Regions from separate parts of the Arachis hypogaea genome. Here region 1 is linked to region 2. The links are chromatin contacts, called in public Hi-C maps. All regions are on one chromosome and are shown on one strand. Each heading gives the region's core, a stretch centred on a gene start, on an enhancer-like site or on the middle of the called end of the contact. The rest is flanking DNA. Distances are from core to core; before and after follow the strand shown.

Region 1 (4,850 bases), core at 765-3,264, 60 kb before region 2:
GGGACACAAAACATGCATTTATTTTTCTAGAAGGAAAGCAACTCTTGAAAACCAGTGATGATCAGACTAACTTTAAAGACCAATCAGATAGTCACTCTCACAAGCCAGGCTGTTAAAAGGGGAGAGACTCTACTTAAACACAGTTCCTTAATATGGCTAACGTTGGACTCACACTCCTATGTTAGTTAGAAACTTAGAATACTATCCAATAATTAAATTACAATGCCAAAACAGGACAAAAGTAAGAAGTGAGGACTTACCACATGCCCAAAGATAACACTATCAACCTCCATGTGAGATCTACCAGGTGTTTCAGAACTCAAAATGGTGTGCATATCTGGTTCTCGCCCTAAATAAATAGTATTAACTACTCCATAGTTCCCACTTACAACTGGTTGCTGCTCATCGTGGCGCCACTCACCATCGACATTAAATTTGTACTGCACATTGTTGGAAAGAATATTAGCCGTGTCAGCTTGAATCAGATATACATTCCATATTATGTTAAGAATTAGATATTAGATATATTTCACTATATTTCCCCATTGGGGAAAGACAACTCATGTGCCTTATTTGAAGCCTCTGTCAACTTTTACCCATACATACAGTCATAAAGTGATTAACAAAACTCATAAAGAAACCTTGTCTGTTTCAGCCTGTTCTAAGTTAAGCTTAATCCCAAAAGGTTTAACAACAATTCACTGACAATGACAGGCACATTCCTCCTTCTTTTTTTTTTGTCGTCCTCACAACTTGAGTAAACAAAACTGAATGATCTCATTCACCTACTCTGATCTTCAAGGATAATGAGGTTCAAATAACCTAATTTTCATTAGTAAATGTTTCAGCATATTAAAATTATTTCCTCAAGCTTTCGATATTCAAAGGGGACAAATAACCTGATGATATCCAGGCATTAAAGGGCAAGTAACTTGAAAGACTGAAGGGCATCCCTCCATAGGAGACATTAGTATATGTTCTGACCATCTGCGAATAAACAATTCAACCTTAGTAAATTAATTCTCCCACATAAATAAGAAACTGGAAAAAATTAAAGGAATTAGAAAAAAAAGAGAGAACCCTTAGAATACAAACACAAGCACATTCTCACATCTACCATGTAGCATGTTGAATAACAAAGAACTAGTCTAGTAGCAATAAAGAATTTGATAATACATGTACCTACCTCGTGAAAGAACCACTTAGATATACCCTTTTTCCCCCATAAGGCCAAACAAACCGCTTTGGAATCAAAATGGGTCCTGACACTCCACTACCCTCAAATCCTGTTTCAGCTACTGGAGCAAACATTTCCTCTGAAATTCGACACCCCACAATTCAAAAGCACTCTCCAAAGCCACAAAAAGCTATATCAAAATCACTTCTCTGCCACGGGTATCCTCCACAGCAGAGCAGAGGAACCCTCCCCTTAATTCTCAAACATGCAGTGTAGTGTACCTTCACAATCACCACCACCACCCCTTCAGACCCACTAAACCCAGAGGGCTGTAAATCAAAACTCCGTGATCGATGATAATTAAGCACCTGAAAAATCAACGAATTACGTCAACATAATAATAATAATAATAATAATAATAATAATAATAATAATAATAAATTTTAAGTTATCCAAAGTTCCACCATTCAATGGGCACAGTTTTCAGAAGTTGTGCACAATTTGGATTAGCCCATCCCAGATAATAGATTTTTTATTCCAAAAAAAAAAGTGAAATTTTACCACGAGATTCGAAGCAGCGGAGGTCCTGAAATTGGGTCCGAAAGCAATCTAGGATGTTAGTAAAGAAGGGGATTTAGGTCAAAAGCAGTGTAGAGAAAAAAGAGAATAGAAAATCAAAGGGATTGAGAAATTGGCATTTGAGGGAGGGAATTGGAATTGTGGGTTGAGAGAGAGAGAGAGAGAGAGAGAATGAGACTGGAAAAATGGATGAAGCAGCGTAGGTGAGAGAGAGAGAGAGAGGAAAACGAGAGAATGCATTAATTAATTAATAAAGCTACTAATAATAATTAATTAGTTAGTTAGTTAATTAAGTGTAGTTAATTAAGGTGGCAGGCAGGGCCTTTGGCAGCAGACACAAAACAAAGGCCAAAAATTAATACATTGGGGCAGTAATTATGCTTTGTCATGGTAATTAAGAACCATAGGCAGGTAGACATGGAATCTTAATAGGGTTAAAGCTACTTTGTTCAACTATCAATAACTATTTTTTAAAACTTTAGTACATATGTTAAAAAATTATTAAAATCATATAAATATAAAAAAATATTAATTTTTATATTTTTTTAGTGTAAAATAGTTTTACACGTGTATTTAATTATGTAATATCACATTAGTAAAAATAACTCTTTTTTATATTAAATACACGAATAGCCATAAAAAAATTATTGTGATTGTACGATTATGTAAAACATGCAATTGTTTTCGTGTGAAGTTAATAATTGAGAGTCATTAGATAACAATTTAATCAAACCTATCAAATTATCTCATGACTCTTAGCTTTTAATGTCACATGAAAATAACTACATGTGAGTTTTCACCGTAAAATATATTACATGGTCAATATATCAACGACTCCGTTAGGAAACCAAATAGCGGGTACCAATTAGAGCCAACTAGCAGTTAATTTTTTTTTTTTTTTGGTAAAAACATGAATTCAAACTATTATAAAGAAAACATCCAAAATCTAAAAAATAAAACATCTATCCCAATAATAACAAACATCCAAATTATTTTATAAAGTCCAAAATATATTTTAAATATTCAAATTTATTTTTAAAATTCCAAAATTCATTTAAAAAAGAGATATCCAAAAATTATTTAAAATTTATTTGGAGAGAACGTCAATTCAAATTATCATGAAAAATATTCAAAATCTAATAAAAAATTAAAAATCTAAAATTATTTTTAAAATTTATTTTTAAAAACCAAAACCTAACAAAACGAGACATCCAAAAGTATTAGAAAAAACATCCAAAATTAGAAAAAGAAACATATATAACTATAAAAAAAATCCAACACCTAAGACAAAAAAAAAAATTCAAAATGAAGAAGAAGAAGGTGGCAACGACAAATGCAGGGTGAAGAAGAAGTGGTGACAGACGCGATGAAAAGAAGAAGCGTCGGTTTGGCCTTTGAGAAGATCATCGATGGAGAGAGATGCGTCAATGCTGAGATCACGTTCGACGGCAATGCGTTCCTCGGATCCGCTGGATTCCGCAGTGGACGGCGTTCTGGTTGGCGTAAATGTTGTGTGTGGTGGACGCTCCTGCATCCGATATAAAAGGTGTTGCATTTAGCGTTCGGTAGTCACGGCAATCGGCAACAAACGGTGATGATCGGCAACGTCAACCTCGCAACGGAAGGTGTTGCATTGAAAGGTGATCAGTAGTCCTTGGAGAGTGGTGACTATGAAAAGAGATCATAAAGGTGACAATACGATACGAGATAAGAATTGGAGCAGTTATTTTTTTACTTAGTACTCTGAATATGTGTGAATGTGAAACTAGATTGCCAACTTTAGTGATTTTTTTTAATTTTTTATTTTTTTAAAAATTTGAATTAGAAGAGAGTTGACTTGTGTTGGTTTATGACCCGATTGGTTTTTCATATTTTTTCATATATCAAAATTAAGTTCATAACAAAAATATATTATTTTAAGTGTTGGTATATCATATAAAAAAATAGAGTTAAATGTCAAAACTGACATGCAATAATTTGATAAGAATTTGTTAAAGTGACAGTGTCTCATGATATTAGAGAGGTTTAAATCTAATTCAATACAAATAAAAAAAATTAAAACTACTAATTTAAATTTGATTAGAGTATATTTTTTCAAATATAATGGATTTAATTAAACTTATTCTTAAATAGTATTTTATAAATGTAAATAAAATCTGTTTAGCGAGTAGACAGATAAATCCTTGTAGCTAATGGATAAATTAGTCTATGTAGTCATTCACAAAACGTTGTATTTTCTCTCTCAATTCTTTGTTTATGTTGTGTCCCAAAATCCTACCTTGTTCAAATTCTAAAATTATCCTGTTCTAATGACCATTAGTAAGAAGTTTAGATGCATCCAGTTGCAATTAAGAAAGATTCAACCATGGAGAATTACTTGTCTTTTGAGATATTTGTTGGGTTATTTACTTTGAAAACCAATTGAATTAAAGAGTAGAGAGAGATCGCATGAAATTTCAACAATTCAAGTTCTATAAAAGAAATAAACACAACTAATTTACTACTCTTCCAGCCTCCAACATTTTCTTCCTCTTTCTCTTTAGCGGCATGATCATCAGAATTATTATCGGCTACACTGCTTTCATGGCAATCTCGGCATTAGTTTGTCACCTCTAGTAGCGAAAGAAGATAGAGGAGCAAGAAAAAGAGATCGAGAATTAGGAACTCGACTACTGGCACCACAAATTCTTCTACTATAAACTCGGCAACATAATGGTAGAATTAAGAAGGGAGAATCTTCTGGGCTCCAACAGTTTTGGAAGAGTATACGTCAGAACACTTCAGAACAATGCAAAAGTAGCTATGAAATGCGTCAACCATGACTCGAAACAAGGCATGAGAGAATTTTTGGTAGAGATTTCAAGCAGGAGGAGGCTGCAACACAAGAACTTGGTACAAATGAGAGGATGGTGTAAAAAAGAGAAAGAACTAAGCACTAAAAGAAAGTTATCGGATACCGTTGAATTTATTGGTAGATTTATAAAAAATCCACCAGTAATCTGTTTATTGTCGAATTTAGTAGCCAAATAAATTCGACGGTATAAACCTTGCCAATAACTATTTACAGACAACTTTTTCGTCTGCCGCTAATTAT
Region 2 (4,941 bases), core at 1,625-4,124:
TCATTCTTCAACCATCACTACTAATAACAGCAGCAGCAATGCTTCCAACGCAAATTCACAACCACAACCACCACCGCCTCCTAAGAAGAAAAGAAGCCTACCAGGAAATCCAGGTTTTTTTTCTTTTCTTTTCTTTTCTTTTCTAACAAAATAAATAAACCCCCATCTTCATCATCATCATTACAAGATTATTATTATTATTATTTTTCTTGTTTTAGACATACAGTAATTAAGTTTGCTTAGCTTCCTGACTACTGGTTTTATATAGTTTAGTTTCTTCATGGTCTGCTGCATATTATTCGTGATTAATTCATCATTATAGTTCTTTAATAAAAGCATTAGCTTAAATAATTAAGGTTAGTTAATTAATCAGTCAAATATGGGCAGCTGCATAATATACTATTAACTATTAATTAAGTTGGTATCTAGCATAAGAAGATATATGTGTTGGATCTCTTAAATAATCCTAATCGGGGACAAAAGGATCTGGGTTATTATCTCTTTAATTTAACCACTTTTTAATTATTTGTATACTCCTAAAAATTGATGAATTATTGGTGGGCGTAACTAGTCGAAGGACCTCAATTATTGCCTGCAGGGATTCACAATCATTGCTACTGCTCACTGTTGACTTTTATTGACTTCTAGCTCTACCTCATCTTTTTCATTTTTTTCTTTTTTTTTTTTAAAAAAGAGAAACTGTCTCCACGAAGTACTATTAAATACCCAGTTTTTTGTCTTAGGCTCTTTATGTGTATATGTTCTTCATGTCATCATTTTTTATGAACACACATAAATATTTAGATTTATTTTAATTTTAATTTTTTACTTATTCATGTGAACAAAGAATTAAGAGAGACACAATATACAATAATTTTATTTTTATTTTGAAATGTATTCAATACAAAAATATGCTTATTTTTTATTTTCAAAATCTTGTCATTTTCTTCTGTTGTAAAGATACTCCATATTTAATATTATTGAAGCAATTTGAAATAGAAAAATAATAATTTTTATGTGGTATATTAAATTTTTTTTTTTACTATTTAAAATTTCTTAATAATTTTTAATATTATAAAATACAAATTAATTATTTTTAAGGCACACGAAAATCATCAATATCACAATTCGAAATTTTTTTAGATAATCTAAAAAAATAATCTTATTTCATTCTATTTAAATTGTAAACATCAGCTATGCCAATTATTTTTACTTTCAAAATTAAAATTTCAAATTAAAAAAAATCCACCCATCTATATATTTCCAAAATTGTTGATATATCACGAGTTATAAATAAATTAAAAAAAGGTTATATGTAAACCAAAATCAATCCTAAAAAATAAAAAATCATATATATATACACACCCGTGGAACAAAAAATTTCTGAAAAATATTTAAAAAGTTTTCGGGTGAAAACTTTAAAGTTCAGTTAACTAACTCATTTGAAGTTGATAGCTGATAATTATTAAATAATTTTACATATTTAACTAAATTATTATTTAATAGTTCTTAATTATTTACTTCATATAAAATTAAGTGTATCTGAATTTTTACTTTTAGATATTTATGCATAAAGATTATCCAAAAGCAGGGTTAAGTAAGTGCATTGTTCACATGCAGATCCAAGTGCTGAAGTGATAGCTCTATCGCCAAACACGCTGGTGACTACAAACCGGTTCATATGTGAGATCTGCAACAAAGGTTTCCAAAGGGATCAGAACCTTCAACTTCACCGGAGAGGGCATAACCTGCCATGGAAGCTGAAACAGAGAAGCAGCAGCGAAGTGCGGAAAAGGGTGTACGTGTGTCCCGAAGCGTCGTGTGTCCACCACAATCCTGCTCGAGCACTGGGAGACCTCACCGGAATCAAGAAGCACTTCAGCAGAAAGCACGGCGACAAGAAGTGGAAATGTGACAAATGCAACAAGAAATACGCCGTTCAATCTGACTGGAAAGCTCATTCCAAAATCTGTGGTACCAAAGAATACAAATGTGACTGCGGCACCGTCTTTTCCAGGTATTTAAATTAAATTTCATCTTTTCGGAGTGTGATTTATTTTAAAATAGCACTTTATATTATATTTTTATTGAATTATGGTCACATTTTATGGTAAAATATAAAAGTATTATTCCATTATACTAATCCTTCTAACCAATTTAATTATCTATAAAATATATATTAAAATATAAAATAAATATAAAAAACAAATATATAATTTATTTATATTTTGATAGTTGATTTTTAATATGCAAATAATATATTTTTAACCAATACATACGAAGACAACTACTTATACAAAAATGTAGATATATGTAAAAATAATAGTTTACACATCAATGCTTATTATGAATTTATTATTTGGGTAAGCTTTAAAAAAATATTCTTTTAAAAATTAAAATTATTTTTTAATTTTTATTTATCTATTATGTTTTAGATATAATAATATAATATAAAAATATTTTTCATTTATTTATTGCTTAAAGCATTTTTTACTTAAAAAAAATGCCAAAAGCAGACTGAAATGTTAAAATTTTTTTATTTTTTTATTTTTTGGTTTTATAATCAAATAACATCCAAACACTAGTCCATGATATGAAATTATTTAATTATTTTGATTTGTGTGTGCAGAAGAGATAGCTTCATAACCCACAGAGCTTTCTGTGACGCACTGGCTGATGAGAATAACAAAGTGAACAATGAAGGAGGAGTACTAGGACATTTTCCAAAGATAGGTTCCAACTTATTGCAACCATTAATCCCAAACCTAGTTGCATCATTACCAATCACTCGCAATAACAGTAGTAGTAATAATAGTAACCCACACATTATTTCTACTTCCGAATTCAAGCAGCATCCATCATTCCCTCATGAACTCGTGCCAATGTCAATGCCTGAACAGAAACCCTTCATCAACACCACCACAACCACCAACAACCACCTAATAAACCCTTCATCACTGCCCTCTCTTCAACTGAACTCACCACATTCTCCGCTAAACATGTTCGATGAGAGTGGTGGGGTCCATTTAGCTGCAGGGTTACCTCACATGTCCGCCACGGCATTGCTTCAAAAAGCTGCACAAATGGGTGCAACAAGCGTGAGCAATAATAACAATAACACTAGCATGGCACCCCCGTCATTTGCTTCTTCCAATAATGGGATCATCATGGAACACTTCATGCACAATGCTCATCCTCAACACGATAATATTTCATCGTCTCAGTTTAATAATAACAATAATTTCAACGGGAGCGTTGGAATGAACGGTGTGGAAATGTTTAATGCTATATTGGATCAAAGTAAGGCCTTAGCCAAGATCATTGATCAGAACAACAGAAGCAGTGGATTCAGTATCCCCCCGGTGAGTGGTAGGAGTAGTAGCACCATTAATATTGGTGGAGCTAAGGGAAGTGAGGATGTAATGACTCTCGACTTTCTGGGAATCGGAGCGGGAGGTGCTGGTGGTGGTGGCGGCGCCGGAGATGGTGGTGCCCATGGATACTTTGGTATTGGTCCCTTAGCGTAAGACGTTAGTGTTCATCAATAATGTATGTGTATTATGTCTGCGCCATAATTTCTTCTTAATTTTAGGAATAATTACTTGTCCACGGTTAATTAGTTCAATTGTGTACACTTCGATATTATTGTAACATTATTTTCAGTCCTTAATTCATTCCCTTTGTTGACATATATTATTGCCGCCTCATTAGATGATGTTGGTACAGATTAAAATGCGCGCGTCTAATAAAGTTCTTATGTCCTGATGAATATAATTGCAGAACTAATGGTAACACAATGCAACAAAACCTAAACACATACCGCATGTTAATAATTTAAATTTTTTTAAAAGAGGAGTGCTAGGGCCAGCACTTTTATTAAATTCTGGTCGGCACTTAACCATCAAAAAGAAATTGAATGATTCTACATCATTAGATGCAATCTCGGACCATTAAAAACATAATTGATGACTAATTGATGACTAAAAATCACATAATCTACTAGCCACCTAGACTTTTTCTTTTTAAAAATATCTTCGCCATAAAATAATATGAAAAAATCTAAGTAGCCAAATTATTTTTAAATACTTTTTATTAAGTAAAAACTAAGAAGTATTGCACTCTTGTAATTAAATAAAGTTTATTATTTTGGATTTTATAATAAAAAGGGTGGGAGAGAGTATTACAACAAAATAACCAAAATACAAAGATAACAAAAGATCCTCCACTCTGTTATCATCCGCAAACTCACTGAGATGAGTTGCGATCTACATCTAAAAAATAACAACAACATATGGTATGAGAACCGGAGGTTCTCAATATGGTAATCGGGGGTTCTCAGTATGGTAACAATGCCCAATATGTAAGATATAACGTTCCGAGATGCCAAAGGCAATTCTAAAACTTCACATCAAAAACAGATATTCAAGCCTTAACGAAAATAAATAACTTAAACCATAAACCATAAATAGGGTTATCTAAACTTAGGAAATTTTTAACTAATACTAATCATACCGCTGTATTCCACGGCCTTCGCCAACCTAACCTCCATGCGATCCCATCACCACTGCATCCTGATCCTCTTTAACGCCAGAAAACACATTTAATGCCAACAAATAAAGCACAAATAATATTCATGTATAACAGATAAGTCAATTAGCATTTAGACATATTAATCAAATAGGCATAACCCAAATAATCAAAACAAACAAGTAGATAGAAGATGCATATGACAAATGTCTATCCTATTTTGGCTCGTGATATCACTTGTCGGTTCAAAATGCCAATCTGACACACCTCCGATGGTGTTGCCTTTCTGCCACAACCAGGGATATAGTGCCATACTCACTCTTACTTTATCTTGCGCCTCGCGAGTTATAGTGTCAGACACACTCTTTCGGGTTATAGTACCCGAGTTCACTCTGGCAGCAGAAAGGTTATGTG

What was found. Hi-C and Micro-C count contacts between places; a contact is called where the count stands out from the background.
Region 1: a contact with region 2 is called in a Hi-C map of an unstated tissue, with 3 times the contacts expected there. The contact joins the promoter of LOC112758117 here to the enhancer-like site in region 2. A contact is called at or near these places in 3 of 8 Hi-C or Micro-C datasets (leaf and an unstated tissue).

Annotation. Positions count from the first base shown.
Region 1 is chr16:17,135,838-17,140,687 of arahy.Tifrunner.gnm2.J5K5, reverse strand. LOC112758117 (sucrose nonfermenting 4-like protein) reads right to left here and starts at 2,014. Exons shown (of 14, transcript XM_025806703.3): 1 at 1,739-2,014; 2 at 1,187-1,545; 3 at 900-987; 4 at 261-440. The coding sequence starts at 1,311.
Region 2 is chr16:17,076,629-17,081,569 of arahy.Tifrunner.gnm2.J5K5, reverse strand. LOC112758114 (protein indeterminate-domain 7) reads left to right here. Exons shown (of 3, transcript XM_025806699.3): 1 at 1-113; 2 at 1,621-2,017; 3 at 2,630-3,691. The coding sequence ends at 3,527. Among protein-coding and RNA genes, the nearest start is that of LOC112758114, 2.9 kb to the left of the region's middle. Within about 2 kb of position 2,874, at least 1 of the 3 cell types and tissues checked has open chromatin away from gene starts, as enhancers often do.